Regions from separate parts of the Mus musculus genome. Here regions 1 and 3 are each linked to region 2. The links are chromatin contacts, called in public promoter capture Hi-C maps. All regions are on one chromosome and are shown on one strand. Each heading gives the region's core, a stretch centred on a gene start, on an enhancer-like site or on the middle of the called end of the contact. The rest is flanking DNA. Distances are from core to core; before and after follow the strand shown. Region 1 holds the start of Camta1 (calmodulin binding transcription activator 1). Region 2 holds the start of Pramel12 (PRAME like 12). Region 3 holds the start of Vamp3 (vesicle-associated membrane protein 3).

Region 1 (3,884 bases), core at 1,220-3,719, 8.4 Mb after region 2:
AAGCAGCGGCAAGCACTTTTCCGAAGGCACCTTCTTCTAATTTCTTAGCGTCTCTCACTTCACTGGCTGAAATACAACAGGGATGTACTTGAAGCCGTCAGTTAGCTCCCAGTTCTATCAGGGAGAGGCAGCCGCTTCTCCATTTCCTATCATTTCCCCAAAACACAGGAAATCGCTTTCTCCTACACTGCAGGGGGAAAAAAAAATCAAGATAAGAACTTTCACTCCCCACAGAATCAAGCTGAGAATACTGTCCCTAGATTCCAAATGGAAAAGTCTGGGCATTCATCAGCAAGCACTCCACACATGGGAGAAGTGCCTTTCTGCTTATTCAGTACAATACAAATGACAAATGAAGGAGTAGTGTGACATTGCTTTTATCAACGACACCTTGGCTTCTTCTAATCCTGAAGCCACCAATAACATACATGGGTAGGTATGTACAGATACACACATTCTGGCAAATTAACACTCCACCCACTCTGACCATAGAGCTGCCACCTGACCCTTCTAACTTCTTCTGGGTATGTATAGAATGCTATTGCACATATGCACAAAGTGGTCTGTGTGTGTCAACAACTGTGTCGAGCACCCAATTTCCGTGATGTCAAAGAGAACCAGAACAGCAAAAAGTAGAGAAATTGCCCCTTTGCTTGAAAGGTGCAAGATCCAAAGAAATGTTTTGATCCCACTAGAGACATACCAGGGCCAAAGGAAGATTCTGGTACAACAAGGAGCACACAAGCTACCTCTTCTCAAATGGCATGTGGGCGACAAGGGTGTCTACACTCCCTATTCTGGATAGAAAGGCATATGGCTTCTCCTTACCCAGCCAACATGAATACAATTTGAGAAAATTAGAGAAAGTCAAGGTAACAGGCTCACTAAATATGGCTGACTGGGAAACAGGAGCCATAAGGAGGGTCTGAGTTCTCTCAGAAAAAAAAAAAAAAAAGAAGAATTGGGAAGTTTATTTCCAAGAAAGATTCAAAGACTTCTTGAGAGTGGGATGCATAAAGTCTGGTTCTTTCTGCTCAGAAGACAGGAATCAGAACACCAAATTCAAGGGCACTGGACCCTTTTCCCAGTGGGATAGTGTTAACTGGTGAAGGGTGCCCCCTAAGATCCAAGAGTGAACGGGAAGCAATAGATCCTTCTTTTCCTGCAAGAAACAAGTACTGAGGTCCCTTACACTCAAGTGGTAGGCACATCGGAAGTCCTGCCTGCCCTACATCTTACTGGGGCGCCCACCCTGGCCCAGACAGGGAACTCCAAGGAGAGAGGCAGACAGCTAGGGAGAGGAGCATTGGAGCGTCCGGTTTTCCCAACAAGAAAGAGGGCAACTCGAAGGGTGTTCAGGAAATGAGCTCACCCTAACCCAGGAAAGTGTACGGAAAGAGTACAGATCTGGAAGAAGTGTCTGCCTGCCTATTTAGAAATGACTTCAGAGCTGCACAGGGCCCCACAAGCCACTGGGTGAGCTAAGAAGGAAGAACATGGGTAGCCCCGAGTCCCCTTGTCCTGGCCAAAAAAAAAAAAAAAGATTAACCCAGCGTGCAGAGGCTCCGCGGCCCCACGAGAGTCCCCTCAAAAAGGGGACAGGCTGACACGGAACCCTCAGTGCTCGGAGAGGATCGGGGTCACGGAAGGTAAAGGGCATGGCAGTGTGGAGACCCCACCCTCCCGGTAGTGAGGGTGCAAGGGCAAGTGTGGAAGAGCATGCTGTGAGGGGCGGGGAGGCCGCGCGAGGACCCCGGCCCTGCTGGGGGAGGGGTCGCCCGGGGCCTCGGCCGAGGGGCGCTCGGCACGAGGGGGGCCCCCTGGCGGGGACCCGCGCGGGGACACCCCCCACGCCGGCGCTAGGAGGCGCCGCGCGGCCCGAGGGGGGCTGTGGAGGGGAACGTCCGGCCCTGACGCCGCTACGGCCGCCGGCACCGGTGCCCGCGAGCCCCCGCGGCCCGGGAAACTTTCCGCCCCGCGGCCCCCTGACACCCCGACCGACACGGCGGGGATGCCCCGGGCCGGGTGCGGGAGGCGTCGCGGCTTCTCCTCCTCCTCGCTGGGCCCGGCCCCCGCCCCGCGCGCCCCCCGCCCCGGCCTGCCGCCCCCGGGGCTGGGTGCGGGGCGCCCCGCTCGGCCGGCCCGCGAGTCACCTCAGGACTCGGCCGCGCTCCGCCCCCCCCACCCCGCCGGCGCCCTCCCCGCGCCCGCCGCGCCCCCGCGCTCGCGCCCCGCGCCGCCGATGCCCGGGATGTCCGGCGCGGCCCCGGGCTCGCCGTGTCGCCGCCACCCTGACAGCCCCGGGCCCTCACGCTCCGGCTCTCACCTTCCGGCTTGTTTTCGGCAGCCATTTCCCCTCCGCGCGCCACATCCTCCTCCTCCTCGCGACCGGGACCCCGAGCGCGCGCCTCGTACCGCCGCCGCCGCCGGCCCAGCCACCCCGCCGCCGCCGCGCACCCGCCCTGGCCCCGCCCCGCGGCCCACGCACAGCGCCCACTGGTTGGTGCGTCTGCCAGTCACGGCTCCCGCGACCAATCGGACCGCACCAGGGGTCTCACTACTCTCCGGGAGGAGCGTCCTATCCACCCTGTCCATTGGCTGATCACCACCGCACCGACTAAAGTGATTGGCCTGGAATCAACGCCCCCTCCCCACCCACTCCCGGGAAAACCCGCCCTCCAGACCTAAACAAAGCTTCCTAGTGGACAGAGGTCGAAAGGATGGCCCAATCAGGATGAGGCTGACACGGAATATTTCCTCGAGGCCGAGACGTGGTGTTTTGATTGGACGTCACTACAGTGTTTCCCAAGCCGTCCAGACCAATCAAAGGGGGTTCCCGGAACTCGGGAACGGCTGTGGGAAGCCCCGCCCCCCAGCGTGACCGTCATGAGGAAGGCGCTCGCTCATTGGTGTGCTGGGGCTTTTCCCGCGTGCTCCGGGAGCTGAAGGACGTTCCCGGGGAAGCCGCTGCTGGCGCGTGGGGGTCCCGGTGTCTTCGGAGGACACGCTGGGATCTCCGGGATCCCGCAGCCTGCGGCGCTGGCGGGGGGCGGCCCTGCCGGAGGGATACGTAAGGCACCGAGGCGTGCCGGTTCACAGCGTTCCCGAACCGTTTAGCCGAGAGTCGGGGCGTCGCTGCCCGACACGGGGGAGGGGCGCACCTCCCGGCAGACCACGCCCCTCGGCCAAATCCCGCCCCTTCCTGGCCTCAGCCCCGCCCCCTCGGCCGGCGCAGCGTCCCCGCGGCCACCCTACGCTCCCGCCTGCCTTGCGCTCCTCTGTCCCCTTTTCTAGCGGCTTAAAATACTGAAACTTTATTTTGGTCACGTTGCCCATGTGACCGGCGGAGCCGATGAGTCATAGGTGCCTGTCCCAGGCTGCAGCCGCGGATCTAGGGCTCGGAACGCTCGACCTCGGCTAGCCTAGCCAATCCCTCCCGGGCTCCCGGCGCTTCGGTCGGGTTCCAGCCGCAGCTCCGCGCAGCTCTCCTGCCTGTAGGTCCACACCGGAGAGATTCGCACGCCCTGCAGACACAAGCCCGGGCCAGAAGAGCTGCAAAGTACTGCGCCTTCTCGAGAGAAATCAGGGGCTCTGAACGTGGCCAGAAAATAGAGGAAAGGATGGAAGGAGAGAGGGAGGGGAAGGGCAGAGTGCAGGAATTCCGCACATAGAAAAATAAAAGGGAAGGAGAAGAGGGAGGGCAAACACCATGCAGGGATTCTGCAGGTGCACTGAAGGGAAGCGGGAGGGAAGGAAGGAGAATGCACTTTAATGAAAAGCAGCTGAGCTCCAGATCCTCTCTGTAAACTTGCACTGTTTGATTCCTCAACATTTTTTTCTCTCTCTCTCCGTTTGCTACTAGCAGAAACACTGAAAAGTCGATC
Region 2 (3,901 bases), core at 1,237-3,736:
CTTGGTCTTTGCCTCAATTTGCAATGTTCCTGCCTCAACTCCTGCTTGCTCCAGCCCAAAGATTTATTTTTATTCTATGTAAGTACAGTGTAGCTGTCTTCAGACACACCAGAAGAGGGCATCGGATCCCATTACAGACGGTTGTGAGCCACCATGTGGTTGCTGGAATTTGAACTCAGGACTTTCAGAAGAGCAGTCATTGCTCTTAACCACTGAGCCATCTCTCCAGTCCCCTGCCTCAACTCTTAAACGGCAAGGACAACAGAAGCAAGACAAGCAGCTTGAGTATGAGAAAGGCCTGGTCTATATAGAAAATTCTAGGCCCATGAAGGTTACAGGGTGTGACCTGTGTCTCATCTAAAAAGAAATCTGGGTGTGGTGGTACATGACATAAGTTCCAGCACCTAGTGGGGATAGGCAGGCAGGCAGATCTCTGTGAGTATTCTTTTCTTTTTTTCTTTAAGATTTATTTATATATGCAAGTACACTGTAGCTGTCTTCAGACACATCAGAAGAGGGCATCAGATCCCATTATAGATGGTTGTGAGCCACCATGTGATCGCTGGAATTTGAACTCAGGACCTTCAGAAGAGCAGTCAGTGCTCTTAACCACTGAGCCATCTCTCCAGCTCCTCTGTGAGTTTTCAAAGTCAGTACACAGTGAGCTCCAGAACAGGCAGGATTATGTAAAGAGACTCTATATTAAAACAAAGCAAAACAAACAAACAAACAAAACCAAAACTTTCAGGTGCTACCAACCACACTGCCAGAGAGGTACTGCCTTTCTCTACTGTGTGCTTGCTCTCTGATATCCCAGGCTGCCACAGCTCCTAACTCCAGAGCTTCTAGGTTATTATCACCTAAGCCCTCAGGTCTGATGGCAAGATACCCTGTGGCACTGAGGTCCTGCTTCCAGTGTTAGCTGTTTACTAGAAACTGAGTTTTAGTATGTTGTCCAGGCTAGACCCAAAACTTGTAGCAAGCTTTCTTCAGCCTCCTGAGTGCTGAGATATAAGCTTGAGCTATCACTCTGGCTTTACCTTCCTTTTCATTTTTTAAAAAAAAGTATGTGTATTTTCTGTATGTCTGTGGGTGTATGTGGAGGTCAGAGGGCAAGCCCAAGAGTCAGTTTTCTTCTTCCAGCACTTAAGTGTGTGACTGAACCCAATAGTCTAGTGCTGTGGCAGGTCTCCTTACCTATGAGCCATTTCACCCACCCCACAGCCCCCACTCTCTATTGCATGTTCTCTAGCCAGTGTGCTGGCTGACACTTTCTGAAGCATCTTCTACCTTCTGGAAAACCTAATGTGGAAAACCTTTGTTCTCAAAGGCAAGTTTCTTCATCGTTTGAGAGTAAGGGTCTATATAGCCTGGGCCGGCAATGAAGCTTGGGGAAAAATGACTTTGAACTGATCCTCCTAACTCTTAACTTTTTAGTTCTGAGATTACAAGTATGCCCCACAGTGTCTGTCTGGTGCATGCAGTGCTTGCTGGACAGTGCACCTTTGAGAATACTGGGCAGCAACTGTTCTATAAACTGAGCTTTCTTCCCAGGCCACTTACTGCAGTATTAATGGGAACATCTTCCTGCCTTCTGAGAAGATGCCACAGCAGATGACTGGTAGAGAGCATCCAGCTCAGGCCCTGATCCAGAACATATTCGTAACTTTGCCAATAATAATATCAGCTTTAAGAAATGTCTATTCGTCAGGCACAGATTAAAACTCCTATCCCCAGTGACTCATACTTAGAACTAAGTGGGCCACAAATGAATACAATTCCGCCAGGTATGTTGGCTCACAACTTCCTCTTGGCTCAACCCCAGAGGAAGGTGGAGACTGGAGACTGGCTAAGAGTTGGAGTTCCAAATCAACCTTAGGTACTGAGCAAGATTCCACCTCTGAAACTCTAAGTCTCAAATAAATGGCTGAGGTGCCTATTTAACATATCAATGTGGACCAGGCTGCCACGTTCTCCCAGTACCCCTTGTTACAGGGTATGGCTGGCACACTCCACCTTCTACCCCAAATTCTCCAGCTTGTGTTGCCCTTCTCTATATAACCCAGCCATTTTAGTTACCTGCCCCCTTTTTACCTTTTGGCCACAGCACCCGGGTCTTATGGCTCAGGGGTTATGTCCACTCTGAACTCCCCCAGCTGTCTGCCTATGCTTCCCTTTTCCCCTACAATAAACCTCCTCCTCCACCATACTTAGAAGCAGCCATGTCCTTAGTTTATTATTTTTTCATTCATGAAAGAAATGCAGAACCAAGTGAATTAACAAGAAAATAAATAAGTAAAGCAAATACAGAAAACAAATTGAATGAAGTGAATTAACGCATCGGCTTTTGACTTTCACGGAATCTCAGTTTTTTTTTTTAAATTATTATTTTTTGAGTCAGAGTTTCACTATGTAGTCCTGGCTGTATTGGAGCTCTACGTAGAGCAGGCTGCTCCGGACGTCACAGGGATCCGCCTGAATCGCTCACAGGAGTTCTGGGATTAAGGGCGTGAACCGCTTCCGCGGCTTTCAGGATTTTTTTCCCTCATCTCCGTGAATTTGGCTTTACCTCCCCAGAGATCCGCCTGCATCTGCCTCTCCGCGGATGTGCGCGGTTTTCCCGGCTGTTTTTTTCTTTCTTTCTTTTTTTTTTTTCCTTTTCCACGGAGACTATGTTGTCAATCAATACAGAAACAGAAAACGCCCAGACGTGGCGGAAACTCAGTCATCCAATCAGAGGACGGCTTGTGGTTGACAGGCGGGACTACAAACCGGAAATGTGAGACAGAATACGCGGACCGAGCCGGGGGAGGGGCGACCAAAAAGAAAACAAAAAACAAAAAACAAACCGCCGAAAAACAAAAAAATAAAAACCGCTTCAGGCCGGAAGTATAAAACGGAACCCGGAAGTGTGGGACCGGATACGGCTAAAACACTTCAGGCCGGAAGTGCGAGACAGATACGGATGAAAACGCTGCAGGCCGGAAGTGCGAGACGGATGAAAACGCCTCAGGCCGGAAGTTTGAAGTGAAGATGGCTATAAAAGCTTTAGAGAAGCTCGGGAAGACACTCACCAGCACTTGGAGTCCGAGCTTGGACTGACTGCCTGGGCCTGCTGGGATTCTGAGTTCTGCCATCAGTTCTTGTTTCTGGTAAGTCAGTCACCTCCAGAAGGGCACAGTTTTGATTGAGGGCCACTTGACCCAAGATGCCAAAGGAACTCTGATTTCTTCTCTTCCCAGGAACAGATCGCAGGCATTGAGTTTACTAATAGTGATGGTTGCCATCATCTTCGACCTTAATTTGCTGGTTTCATTTATTATTTTATTTTATTTGAGGCATGACCTTACTTTGCTGCCCAGGCCCACCTAGAACGCAGATCAGCCAAGAGTGCTTTTAAATTACCTGGCAGTTCTGCATCTGCCTCCCCAAGCTGGAACTACAAGCTGAAAGTTAATGGAATATCTAGAATTATACCTTGGTTTGTGTCAAGTTAAATTTTTTCTTTGTTTTTTGTTTTTGTTTTTGTTTTTTTAGATGGGGCCTTAGTCTAGCTCAGGTTGGCTTCAGACTGCCTCACCCCTCTGAATGTTGAATTAATGATTCAATATTTAAGGCTTATTTTAATTTTTCTTTTTAGAGACAGAGTCACATGCAGAATATGGTAGAATTCACATGTAGTCTCATCATATCTGACTTCACATTTTAAAATTTTCATTTCATTTTATTTTGAAGACATAGTCTTATCTGATCCTTTTAATTCCATCTTCTTAGAGTTTGGATTTTATTCATTTACATTCTTACTTTTTTTTTTTTTTTTTTTTTTTAGGCAGAGTTTCTCTGTAGCCCTGGGTGACCTGGAATGCACAGAGATCCATTTGCATCTGCTTCTTGAGTATTT
Region 3 (3,948 bases), core at 911-3,410, 7.6 Mb after region 2:
CTTGTCTGAGTTTCTCGCAGAATCTGTACTATTGCCCTTTAAATACACGTTTAAAAAGATGACTTCTGATATAGTCAAAATTTATGCCCACACACTGCTGATGCCTTTTTTCTCTAATGTTTTAAAAAAATAATTACATGCTTGTGTCTGTGTGTACAGGTGCATGCATGTGCCCTTGGAGGCAGTTACAAGCAGTTTCGTGATACAAATGAGAGTGCTTGGAACCCAGGTGGATCCTCTGCTAGAACAAGTAAGTGTTCTTTTAACTCCCGAGACATCTTTCTAGCTCCAACGACTCTTTTTCTAAATAAAATTCTAGAGAATTCCCATGTTTGTTTAAAAGTCACATTTAAAATTTTAGAGTGGTACCTCATCTACTTGATTTTGTGTCTGCTGGAGTCTTCGATTACTGCCAGTGGCAGCACTTGACCCCGAAGGCACACCTGTAGACCTGAAAGGTATAAAGTCACAAGTATGAGTACACTGTAATTCCCAGTGCACTTGATAAGCTAATATATAATCCCAATGCTCCAACCATGACATGGGAGGTGGACACATGAGAGTCTTGGAAGCCTGAGGGCCAGCTCACCTGATACATGCAGCACTGAACAAGAGATAGTGTCTCCAATAAGGTGGAAAGCCAGGACTGACATGTGAGGTTGTTCTCTGCTCTCAAGTGTCCTTTGCTCTCAAGTATACCATGGCCTGTTTGTGTGTATAAACTGTTATGGTGGGACGCAGTCTTAACTCCTTACACTGCAGTTATTTCTTAAAAGTCCCAAGGTAAAAAATAAAGGCACTAATATGTTTTTATAACCCCTCAATAATTCTTAAGACTGTATCACTTGATAGTGATAAAAGTCTGAAACAAATATTTAACAAGATCTGTTCTATGTCAATAAAGTGTGGGTTTTTTTTTTTTTTAAACTTGCTTTAAGACACACAGATGTTTAAAGTAGACTCCTGATCTTTTTGTTGTGGCTGATAATTAGGAACAATCACAGAACAGACAATATGAAGAAATAGGTTCAAAGTGCATGGAGGGGGTCTGTATGAACGGGAAGGAGGCTGAAGCAACTGTCTCTGTTGGAAAGTCATTCATCTCTCATAGGTTCAGTGAGTCTGGATTTTCACTCATCCCCACTTTTCACAAGTACTCTGGTTTTTAAGTCCTTATTGCCTCCATTAAACTCTTGTATCTAAAACAGCTTCCAATTTTTGCCTTCCTACACAACTGTCACTCTAGGGTTGACTCACAGCACTTTTTAAAGTTTGCACTGTGTCTACCACCAAGGACACATCACTGATGGCTGTCTCACATAACTCAGGGTCCGAAAATTAAACAGGTAAGGACCGTGCTCTGGAAGCACTATCCATGTTATTTATTTTTTCTCTCTTTAAAGTCTAATATCACTAAAGAGGATACTACGATCCTTCCCATCTTATTAAAACTTAGGCTGAACATGCGGCTGGCTGAACTGAACCAATTTAATCCTCTTGAGTGTGGACCGGACACTGCCATTTGCTCAGCAGTCTGACCAGGTACATCTTAAGTGGTGACAACAATTCTGGCTGAAGGTTGCAATTAGAAACCAATTTTAAAACCAGAGTGTGCTGGCTTAAAACGGAAGAGAAACCCATTGCCCAGATGCGTCGGGAGCGCCAAACGCTGGCCTACGACGGGCTCCCGGCCACCTCAGGTCTCCCGCTCCTGCCGGGCGCACCCCGCGCACAGAGTGAGCGTTCACGCTCGCTCCCGCCCCTCGCGAGGAAGGAGCCGCGGGGTGTGGCGGCCGCTTCCTCGGTCAGGCGGTGTCCCCACCCCCGTCCTTCCGCGTCTGCCCGCCGTCCGCGGGGCACTCGGGGACGTCGCGGCGCCACGACTCGTCCCGCAGCGTCCGGGGACAGGGTGCACCGCGGGGCCGCTGCCCACCTCAGGCCCCGGGACTCCGCGCGTAGGCCTGCGAGGCCTCCACTCGAGTCCGAGTGTCAAGCAGCGGCCACCGCGCCTGAAGCGGGTCGCAGGAGTGGGCCACCATCCCCGGAGCCCGCCTCGCCTCTCAGCGCAGCGCGTCACTCACATTTTGGCGGCGGTGGCGGCGGCGAATGGCCGAGGGTCGACGGACTCGCGCTGCAGGCAACCGAGGCTGAGGAGATGGGCGGGGCCGTGGTGACGTCACGAGCGGTGGCCGGACCGGAACCCGCGACGCGCTCTTAGTCGCCAGGGGCGCGCCGGAAATGGGCGGGATAGGAATCGAGCCGGGCGCAGCGCGGGCTGTCACCTCGGAGCAGAGCGGAGTGGGAGGGGCCAGAGCTTGCGCTGAAGTAGCGCCGGCGCTGACGAGTGGGCGGGCGTTCTCGGTGGACAAGTGGGCGGGGCTAGAGCGCGGCGCCTGCGCCTTTGGGCTGGGCTCTTCGCCGCCAAGGAATCACAGCAGCTCCCTGCAGTGTCTCTGCTGCCCTGTCTCTAGCCCTGGAAAGGCAGTTTAGAGTGAGAATGGGTACGTTTTACATTACTGTGAGCCCGCATACCTTGTCTCTCATGTTAGAAACAGCGGACGTGCCTAACGTTCCAGAATAATCTAGTGGTCCTGAGGAGACAAAGTTCTTTTCTGAGAAAGAGGCAGTAGGAAGTCCATGTGGAGTCTTGGCCACAGGATTTGGGAGAAGTCTCCTCTCAGGTTCTCACATGACAAATATTTGCCATTGCACGGATATTAAATCCCTAAAGGGAGCCTTGGCTTAGAGAACTGTAAGGTTCTTCATTTCTGTAATTCCCTGGCCCTTGCGGAGACGACACTCAATTTTTGTTCAACGGGGGTGAGTAGTTATGTGGAAAAGAATCCCAACAAGGTCTAAAACAGACTAAATAAACTCCGTTGGTGGATTCACTCAATGAAATACACTAAGGTATTTTTCCACTTCAGCATGGTAACTCCCAAAGGTGTGTGTTGCAATTAAAGAGCGCCACACCAGTGGGTACTAGGTTGAGTAGTAGTTATAAAAACCATTCTGGATAGGAGGAAATGGAGAGTGTGGGGCCGGGCTTAAACAGTGAACAGAAAATGCAGTGGGCTCCTGGTGGGAGGTTCAGAGTGTGAAACTGGCACTAGTTCTGAGGTAGATCAGAAGTGAAGTCCTACCAGAGAGATAACAGAACTCTACAGCCAAGAGGACTGGAACAGTGACGAAGAATACCTAGCAGGGAGGCCTTGTGAGGTAAGCTGGAAAGGGTCTTAAAAAAAAAAAAAACACACACAAAAACCACACACACACAACCCAGCCAACTACCTAGTAGAGCTAAAGAGTGTACTTAGTTGGCAGAGTGCTTGTCTAATATGCAGCCCTGGGTTTGATCCCCAGAACCACGTAGACCCAGGCTGTTAGCACACCCATAATCGCAACGAAAGCTTTTAGGTAAAAGGTTAAGAGGTTCAATGTCACCCTTAAGCTTAAGCGTTGGGAATTCATGGGTACTCTGAGCTACATGAGAAAGGTTAATTTAAAATTGAGATCCTTATCTTCCAAGTAACTGCATTTAAAATAAATCGATGTGTTAAGGAACCAGGCAAGGTAGGTAGAAAGGAAGTGCTTTGGGAAAGTGGCTCTAAGTGAAAGGCTGGGTGGGAGAACACTGCATGTGGAAAGTAAAATAATACTTCCAGTTCTAACTATGACCTCACTGTCAACACCTTGGATTTCAGATCAGGTTAAAGCAAAACACAGATAATATGGGGAAATTTTCTTCATTTTTAATTTACAGCAGAAAGAATATAAAGCATTCAGAAAACATTTTCCATATTTTTAAGGGCAATTCAAAACATTTTGCATGGTTTCCAGCAGCTGAGTTCTTCAACAGATCCATTGACTCAATGATGCTTTACATGCACAATTACAAAAATAAAACTTACAAAAAAGGAGACATCTAGACTAGTTTTACATGCAAGT

What was found. Promoter capture Hi-C pulls out the DNA fragments that hold promoters and counts their contacts.
Region 1: a promoter capture Hi-C map of pre-B cells shows a contact between it and region 2, with 7 times the contacts expected there. The contact joins the promoter of Camta1 here to the promoter of Pramel12 in region 2. A contact is called at or near these places in 3 of 39 promoter capture datasets (the C10 cell line and pre-B cells) and 1 of 484 Hi-C or Micro-C datasets (CD4 T cells).
Region 3: a promoter capture Hi-C map of pre-B cells shows a contact between it and region 2, with 3 times the contacts expected there. The contact joins the promoter of Vamp3 here to the promoter of Pramel12 in region 2. A contact is called at or near these places in 1 of 39 promoter capture datasets (pre-B cells) and 2 of 484 Hi-C or Micro-C datasets (B cells and pre-B cells).

The regions. Positions count from the first base shown.
Region 1 is chr4:151,859,299-151,863,182 of GRCm38.p6, forward strand. Camta1 (calmodulin binding transcription activator 1) reads right to left here and starts at 2,470. Exons shown (of 24, transcript NM_001081557.3): 1 at 2,327-2,470. The coding sequence starts at 2,371. All of the region lies in intron 2 of Gm42357 (a long non-coding RNA gene), which reads left to right. It overlaps 9230110K08Rik (a long non-coding RNA gene), which reads left to right and starts at 2,446. Exons shown (of 2, transcript XR_390981.3): 1 at 2,446-3,559; 2 at 3,866-3,884.
Region 2 is chr4:143,409,940-143,413,840 of GRCm38.p6, forward strand. It overlaps Pramel12 (PRAME like 12), which reads left to right and starts at 2,487. Exons shown (of 5, transcript NM_172877.3): 1 at 2,487-3,152.
Region 3 is chr4:151,055,793-151,059,740 of GRCm38.p6, forward strand. It overlaps Vamp3 (vesicle-associated membrane protein 3), which reads right to left and starts at 2,161. Exons shown (of 5, transcript NM_009498.4): 1 at 2,082-2,161; 2 at 370-451. The coding sequence starts at 2,083. It overlaps Gm38529, which reads left to right. Exons shown (of 2, transcript XM_017320565.2): 2 at 160-3,264. The coding sequence starts at 1,649. The coding sequence ends at 2,218. It overlaps Camta1 (calmodulin binding transcription activator 1), which reads right to left. Exons shown (of 24, transcript NM_001081557.3): 24 at 3,731-3,948.